3 separate regions of the Mus musculus genome follow, and regions 2 and 3 are each linked to region 1. The links are chromatin contacts, called in public Hi-C maps. All regions are on one chromosome and are shown on one strand. The core of a region is the stretch at or near the end of the contact, and the rest is flanking DNA. Distances in the headings are between cores, read along the strand shown.

Region 1 (2,768 bases), core at 81-2,580:
AATGAAATGATATGTTCACTTCACGTCTGTTATTTCTCTCTAAAGTGCTTGAGTCTTTTACTTGTCTAGCATTTATGATCCAATTAATTATAATTACTTTTGCTTTAAGATATGTTACTCACTCCATAATTGATGTTTTTATTTTAAAGTTTTCATTAATATTTTAAAATGTCATTTTGGATCAGTATAGAAATAATAAATCAATTCCAATTATAGTTTAGTCTTAATTCTGACAAAATATACTTTTATATCTTACATTCTATATTATTAAAAGAATAAACATATTTATTTTATAATCATAAATGGATGTTATATTGCCTTTCTTATATAACAGTATTCATTTCTAGAGATATTTGCATTTTTACTTAGCAGAGGTCCTATGTTTTAATCTAGTTATTCATTAAAATAAACAGATAAGTTGACTTTAGACTCTAAAGTTATGTTTCACTAAATAAGGTTTTCAGAAAATTTTAACTTCAAAAGAAATTACCAGGCATTGAATGAACAATTCCTGGTATGACAAGAATTATCTTTTTTGCTAAGTAATTATCATGCTAAAGGCTATCATGTCCTACTGTATTCTGGTAGTGTTGAAGCCATGGAGGAAAGCTTAAATTGAGGAGGAGGAGCCAGAAGTAGTTACTTCAAGGTTAAGGGGTTTGAATATGAAGATTGTGTGTATGTGTGTGTGTGTGTGTGTGCGTGTGTGTGTATGCATGTGTTGTATGTATTTATGTGTGTATGTTTGTGTGAATGAGTAAGGTTGTATTTGTGGCATGTGTCTGAGTGTTCATTTACAACTATGTCCACATAGATTTGTAACTTTTCGTTCAGGACAAAGTGATTCACAAAATTATTTTTTTGTTTTAGGTTTTAAAGGCAACATTCATGTAATTTAGGTTCTAGGAATTCTGCTACCACTGTGCAATCAGATAATATTTTTCCCTTCAAAATTTTACTATTTTTATTATTAGTTTATTATTACTGTGATTTTATGTTAATTTCTTAATGTTATAGTTTGCTGTTATAGGTGCTTGGTACTGCTTGTAATGTTTTATTACAGTATTGATCTTTTAAGGGCTTTATTATGTCAATAGCTATATTTAAAAAGCAAAAAAAGCCACCCATGCATTGAAGACATCAATATATCAGACTTTTAATTGACAACTTGCAAAGCCTGCTTGTGATTTATAGCTCGATTACAAACTCCTACTTTCTGCTCTGCCAATGGAATTGGCAATATTTTTTTTCAGCCCAGATGGTGCATTAGCCTTGGCCAGCTGGTTCTCCCCATGTTGCCTCATCGCAGAGCCATGCAGCTAATATTGCCACGTATGACCCAGATCAGGAGGTAACATGGCAAGGGCTTCAAGCTCAGCTTTGCCCTCAGGACATATGGAAGTGATTCTGAATGAGATTCATGTATCCAAAATTTGACACTCTCTCCAGTCCCCTACAGTCATTTGCTTTCCTGACATGACTAAAAACAGTTTACAGAACGCAGAGAACTAAACTTTTTATATATGGGGTTTTAAAGGTTGGCTGTAATTACTGTCTCCAGTTCTCATGTTTCAATTCATTTATTAATCTTACAAAGACTATCTAAAAGCCTAGGTCCAATTAAATACTTTTAAATTTAAAATGTATATTAGGAAGTTCTTAATACTCTAAGTACAGTTTTGATAGAATCCAGGCAGTAATGGAAAGAGCTAATTTTGACAAATTTCAAAAGTCATACAACATTTGCTAGAGTAATTGATGATAGTTAGGAGCGGTTGTAGTCTGTAGATGGAAGAGGAATTTGTATATGCAATTTGAATGACATTACTCCAATTTTGTCTTTTAAGATAATGAATAATATTAAAGGAAATAGGATGGGAAAACAAAGTAAAACACTATTTATTTAAAAAAAATATTCTTTGAATTTTTATTAGATTTGTGGGATAAGAATGGAAGCCAGACTCTTCACTGTTAATATACATATGGTTTTCTCCCTGCAAAAGTTTCTGTTCTAAGTATATGAATCAATGATCTATAGCATGCTATGCATATTATATCCAATGCTCAGTTTTTCTCCTGGATTAAATTGGGTAATAAACCTTGTATTAGCTTCATATTTGTATATTTGCAATAAAGTAAAAATGGAATACTCATGATCCCATTGGAAATGTACTTTTCCTTTTATTTGGTTTATTCTAGTTTTGCAGTACCATAACAATAGATGTTGTCCTTTCCATATTTATTCATTAACATACTTATTTCTGTAGAAGAAGAATAACTTTCTGTTTTCAGAATACAGTTAGTTCATAGTTTCTAGAAGAACTAATGAGGAAAAATACCTTTTAGGATTTGGGTCAGATTCTTCACTCTGTAAACGTATATACCCACATGTGTACTACATTTCAATGTCATGCATAGACATTGTATAAAATACATTTCCTCCACTCAAATGGTTTTACTATTAACTGAAAATATGTCTTTTTAATATATATGTTAATGTAAAATTTACCTCCCAAAATTTACATAAGGTTTTGGAAAATGATTTAGAACTATTGAATTATTAATACCTATGTTAAAAGATATACAATGGGGGCTTTTAATATGATTTTGATAAATATAATTATTTTAATATTTGTGTATTTTATGAGTTTTAATATTTTTGGTTATTATTTGTTGTCATAGTTGAAAGACACTTTCTTATTTCTGGTTCACAATTCTTTCTTTATACTTATTATCCTCTTATCTCTACTCATTACAGTTTCATTTCA
Region 2 (2,768 bases), core at 124-2,623, 220 kb before region 1:
TCCTCTGACTCACTACAGGTTCTGGCCCCAGCATAGAGCAGTTTTAGACCTGTGGCCTCTCAGACTACAGTAATCCCTTCCAGGGCATTTTAGACTTAGAGAAACTTAGTCGTACAGCGGTTGATGACCTTGGAAGCACACACCCTGCAAAGAGGGCAAGTGCAGGGCCTCAAGCTGGCCCTGCTATGGCGTGGCCCTAACGGCTCGAAGGTCAGCTAAGATCTCACCTCCTAAACACCTTCAGACCGAACAGCACAGACGAGAGAGTTTGCATAATTTCAGAATCAAAGAATGTGGTTTCACAAATATGGATTTTTAAGTTTGGCCCAATGTCATCTTGGGAAGGTGGGAGAGATGGCTTATTTGGAAAAAAAAAACTATTGGAAGATTTCATCTTACCTGCGAGGCTACCAGCTACCTACAATATCCATTCTAAAGTACTAAGTATGCTAAGTATGGAATATTCTGGGTGATGGCGAGGGACAAAGATATTTTATTCCCAAAGCAACGTTGACTTTCTATTTCTAGGGAAGGTTCTGTGTATGGACTGACACCTTGGAGCAATAAAGAAAATGCCCTGTTCTTGTGTCAAAAAATTCGTTCAGCAAGCATTCCTTCTGGTGGACTGACTACTCAGCGGGCCAGCTGTCCAGGGCCTCTGCCGGGGCAGCCCCAAGGGGAGCGTTTCAGACAGTGGTCTCCACTGAGCTTCTCAGATCCTGCTTCCCCAAGCTCCTACCATGACCCTGCTGCTCCCACTGTCTGACAGGTGTTTTTCCAACTCTAGAGGCAGAGGATTTTGGGGAGTGTCTGAGCCAATAAGATTTCTCCTTAGGGGGAGGGCGTGGCTACATGGGTCAGAGCAGGGGCGGGGCTTGCGCAGCGGAGGAAAGCCTGGCTGGTTGTGTGGAGGGTTGTTTGATTCCCACCCCCCACTCCCCTCTTTTTTTTCTTTCTTTTCTTTTCTTTTCTTTTTCAAAAATCTTTCTTCTGACTCTTATTAATTTCTCTGTGGGGCTGCGGCTGGAGACCGCGGAGCGTTGGAAATGACGTTCGGAGCTTTAATTACTGCAATGGCTGGACAAGTGTGAGGAAAGCTGACAGTGGAAAAAAAGGGGGACAGGATCGGGGAGAAGCAAAGAAGCAACACCCCCTCCTTTTCCCTCCAGATTTGGACAGGAGGTGCAAGGAGACTGAAGAGAGAGCTGAACATAGCCCGGTTTTGGGGGGAGAGGCCGGAACCCCGCCGCCTCTTTGCAATCAACTTTTTTTGGAAGCCTTTATTCCCTCTTTCTTTTTATTGTTGACCAACCAGTGAGGAGAGCGAGCGAGCGAGCGAGAAAGTGAGGAGGGAACGAGCGAGCGGAGGATCACTCCGGGAACTAGCTGTACGTTGTGCTCGGAGCACCAGCCGCACAGTCGCGCTCACTCCCACCCGCGCGCCCTCCTCCGCGGCCCCTTGCCGGGTCCGCGGGTCCACGGGTCCTGGAAGCCGCCGCCGTCGCCGACTGGCTCTCCGGCCCCGGGAAGCCCGTGCACCAAGCGCGCCGCGCCCGCCCCCCTTGCGCCCCCCACGCGCTCCCGGCTGAGGGGGGGAGATCTCCTCCGCGTGCTCGCAAGTGGCTATGGTATTTGGACATGTAATTGTCAGCGCGGGATCTGAGACTTGCCAAAAATGAAGCTGGCGACGGGACTCTGGGTCTGGGGGAGCCTTCTGATGGCAGCGGGGACCGTCCAGCCCAGCGCTTCTCAGTCAGGTGGGTCGCGGTCTCGCGGTTCCCGGTCGCGCTCCAGCTGTTGAACCCGCCACTGCCTCCGGTGTTTCCCTTCTCCCTCGCCCCTCTGTCACCCTTAGGCTCCAGGGACCCTAGGGACCGGGCTTCTGCCTTGGGTCGCCCCTAGCTCCATCCCAAACTTACCTTTGTGTGTGCGTGCGTGTGTTTTTAATTGATGCTACAAATGACTTCGCTTTCCTGCCACCCTCTATATTATTGTCCCCCCTCTCGCCCTCTCTTTAGCCCCCTTCTTTCTTTCTCGCGCGTTTTCTGGGAGCCTAAGCGGGATCGCTTCTGGTGGCGCCCGTTGTTCGGGGCGTGGGAGACCTGAGCCCGTCAGTGGAGGTTCCCTCCTTCTCGAGCTGGGAAGGGGGGGGGGGGGAATCAAACCAAACCGGAGAATCGCTGCACCTCTTCGGGCTGCCAGGAGGTTCCTGAGCTGAGCCTGGCTGGCCTTCCCCGGGGTGCAGGGCTGCGGCGGAGCGCGGCCGGGGAGCCGGGCTTGGCACCTGAGCATGCTGGCGCAGGGTCCCTGGCCCGAGTCTCCAGTAGCCTGCGGGGTCACACCGGACGCCCAGCCCTATCCGGGCAGCTGGAGCGCACCGGGTGCGCGCCTCGGCCGGGGGCCAGGGACTCTGGGCCTTCTTAGTTGGCATCTCTAGGCTGTCTTGAGATTGACTTGGGGCGAGAAAGAGGGTGTGTGTGTGTGTGTGTGTTGGGCGTGCGACTCTTCAGCCAGCATGATCTCTCTCTCTCTCTCTCTCTCTCTCTCTCTCTCTCTCTCTCTCTCTCTCTCTCTCTCTCTCTCTCTCTCTCTCTCTCTCTCTCTAAAAGAGCCTGGCATACTGAGTCCAGAGCTCGGCCTTCCCTCCCCATGCTGGACTTGGCTCTGGGAAGAGTTCTTCCAGTAGTGCAACTTGGGGTTGGCCTAAACTTCTGTTTACTGCCCTGCCGGGCTGCAGAGCTCGCGGGTGGCGCTCACTGACTTAGCCC
Region 3 (2,768 bases), core at 184-2,683, 140 kb after region 1:
AGTATATGTTAATATTATGTCAGTATTTTGTGTTTTTTGTCTACTTGATGAATAAAAGGAAAACCTCTGCTTCAAAACAGTCTAAATTAGTTTGTTAAAAGGCTGCCCCAGACTGGATTTTGCATGTAAATATTCAGAAGATACAGTAAATGTTCTTAGGCAAAACGCCATGGAGTCCCCCCTCGTCTGCTGAGTTCACTTCACTGTCAGTGTTTGTACTGATTGGAAGAGGTGTTACTTACTTACGACCACATCACCCAGAATAAGCAACCTTGCCTCATATGCATGCATCTTAGATGGATGGCCTTGACTTTGGGTAAACTAAGATTTCTACTTTTAATTAGGCAAGTTCATCCTCTGCAAATGGATCCAGAACTAGAATGGGCACAAAATACAGCCACAATGTGTTGGCTGGAGCCTGTATCTCGGCTTGGGATTATTTCATCTAGCAACATGGTATATTACTGACTTGTAGAAAGCCACCTTTTAAACGTATACAATCCTGTTTTAGTTTCTTACAGAAAGAGGGGCATGGGTTTTTTAATTAATATGTTTAGGAGCACACAAATGGATTCTTCAACACCAAATTGTCAGTCCTGAAAACATGCATACAAGTAATGATAGAGATCTCCATAACTATATCATATCTATATAATGATATAGACTGAGCAGGTTATATATATATATATATATATATACACACATATATATACACATATACATACATACACATATACATACATATATTTATCTACATATACATGTATATATTTTATAGGTGTATATAAATAATGTATATACATGTACAGACATATATGCATATATACATTTTCAACAACAATGTAAGAAGAGAACATGAATTTGAAATAAAAAGCAAGGTACACAGGAGCATTTGAGGGAGGAAGATGAAAGAGGAGAAGTTGTAACCATACTATAATATCAAAAAATAAAAGAAATATTTTTAAGTTGCATGTTTTTCTCTTGCTTTTTCTTGTGTTTCCTGTCAGTGTTGAGTCTGAATATCTTTAGAACCTGCGTATGAGTTGCTATGCAAATAAACATTTATCTAATTCAAAGAATGAAAAGGAAATATTGCCTGACACTAATGCAAGCGACATGGTACAGTGTATTCTTAATGAATGTTGTTATTGATGCTTAAGATAGAAGCCTTAGAATGTGAGCATAGCAACATATTAAAAACATTAAATCTATATTTCTTTCATTTATTTCTAACAGAACAAAAAGTCTCCCAAGCTGCCACTTTAATTACAGTGGATGGCAAAGGTCTCTCAGTGAAGAGGCAGCACGATCAGGCTAGTTTTTATTACACACAGGGGGATGGTTGAAGGCTGGATGATCTAGGGAAGAAAGATGTTTGCTAATGTTTACATACTTAGCTCCCACTGGCACTCCCCCAGCTTGGAGGCTTGCACTGCCCCTCTGATTCTGAGAAAGTGCATCCAGATTCACAGCAAGACTTCAAGGAGCACCAGATGATGGGGCAGATGGCAGATGACTAATTTGGCAAGCCTTGATGAGTGGAAATTGTTTGCTTTAATTGCTTGTCAAGTCCAGTACCTACATTAAAGTTAAGAGCCTAGCACTTGCACAGAAAACACAATACTACAATGTAAATTAGGTCTGTGTTTTAGAGGAGGGCAGCCATAAGGAAAGGATCAAGGATGAACTCTGAAGAGATGATGGGAAGTTAATATTACTATTTAAACTGATATAGGTGACAAATATTATTTCCAATAATTGAATCATCACTATTAGCTTTTCTATCTTTAAAATATAAAATTTTGTAAAATGTAAATGGACAAATATATTTGAAGTCAGGAAGACAACTAAAGTGTGTTAACATCAGTATGTGCAACCCTATTATTAATAGTTGATGTTTCATATCATACATTTAAACTCATCTCTAATTCATTAAATGTTACAAAGCTAGTGATTGAAACATAAAATGGCCAACAGACACATTAGAAAGATTAACATTTGTGTTAGGAAAACTCGGTTAGGCTAGAAGATTAAAGACGCATCACCCAGAGGTTGGAGCAATACCTCAATGCTTATTGAGATCATTTGATTATGAAGAGCAAAGTTAGGATTCCAGCCTTCACATCTGGATCAGCCTGTAGCTCCAGCTTTGGGGATACAACACCATCTTCTGGCCTCCCAGGATACCTTGATATATGTGTAATACACATGCACACATGAGTGTACATTCACTCACAAGCACACACACACACACACACACACACACACACACACACACAGAGAGAGAGAGAGAGAGAGAGAGAGAGAGACAGACAGACAGAGAGACAGAGAGAGACAGAGAGACAGAGACAGAGACAGAGAGACAGAGAGACAGAGACAGAGGGAAATATTAAAAAAAAACCTGCATGCATAGCTCAGTAAATAAGTCTCTCTCCCTCTCCCTCTCCCTCTCCCTCTCCCCTCCCCTCCCCTCCCCTTCCCTCCCCTTCCCTCTCCTCTCCTCTCCCCCCTCTCCCCCCTCTCTCTCATGTGCAAATGTTTTGAAAGTCTTTTATTATGAAATAAGGTGTAAAATTCTTTGAGACCATGTTAAGAAGGTCTGTGATTAGAGAACAAGAATTTTGTTTTAGTAGAAAGATGACGAGGATAGTTTATTTTAAAGAGTATATTGTTCCCTGTATGGAGAAGTGAAGGATGAATTTTAGAATCATAGAGAAACTCTAGATATCAGTTAGGCTGCAGTCTAAGTGCAGAACAGAGAGAGACGC

What was found. A called contact is a pair of places that touch in the nucleus more often than the background predicts.
Region 2: a Hi-C map of cerebellum shows a contact between it and region 1, with 2.0 times the contacts expected there. The contact joins the promoter of Erbb4 here to the enhancer-like site in region 1. A contact is called at or near these places in 2 of 39 promoter capture datasets (both in liver), 3 of 484 Hi-C or Micro-C datasets (cerebellar granule neurons and cerebellum) and 7 of 115 datasets of contacts at active chromatin or transcription factors (cardiomyocytes, embryonic midbrain, hepatocytes and 3 more).
Region 3: a contact with region 1 is called in a Hi-C map of cerebellum, with 2.0 times the contacts expected there. The contact joins two enhancer-like sites. A contact is called at or near these places in 4 of 484 Hi-C or Micro-C datasets (the AML12 cell line, cerebellar granule neurons and cerebellum).

What each region holds. Positions count from the first base shown.
Region 1 is chr1:68,885,548-68,888,315 of GRCm38.p6, reverse strand. The region is part of intron 1 of Erbb4 (erb-b2 receptor tyrosine kinase 4); the gene reads left to right. Among named protein-coding and RNA genes, the nearest start is that of Gm51744, 70 kb to the left of the region's middle. Within about 2 kb of position 1,330, at least 7 of the 459 cell types and tissues checked have an H3K27ac peak or open chromatin away from gene starts, as enhancers often do. A contact at or near this core is called in cerebellum and neural tube, where this site is marked.
Region 2 is chr1:69,106,664-69,109,431 of GRCm38.p6, reverse strand. It overlaps Erbb4 (erb-b2 receptor tyrosine kinase 4), which reads left to right and starts at 1,373. Exons shown (of 27, transcript NM_010154.2): 1 at 1,373-1,757. The coding sequence starts at 1,676.
Region 3 is chr1:68,747,881-68,750,648 of GRCm38.p6, reverse strand. The region is part of intron 1 of Erbb4 (erb-b2 receptor tyrosine kinase 4); the gene reads left to right. Among named protein-coding and RNA genes, the nearest start is that of Gm51744, 210 kb to the left of the region's middle. Within about 2 kb of position 1,433, at least 7 of the 459 cell types and tissues checked have an H3K27ac peak or open chromatin away from gene starts, as enhancers often do. A contact at or near this core is called in cerebellum, where this site is marked.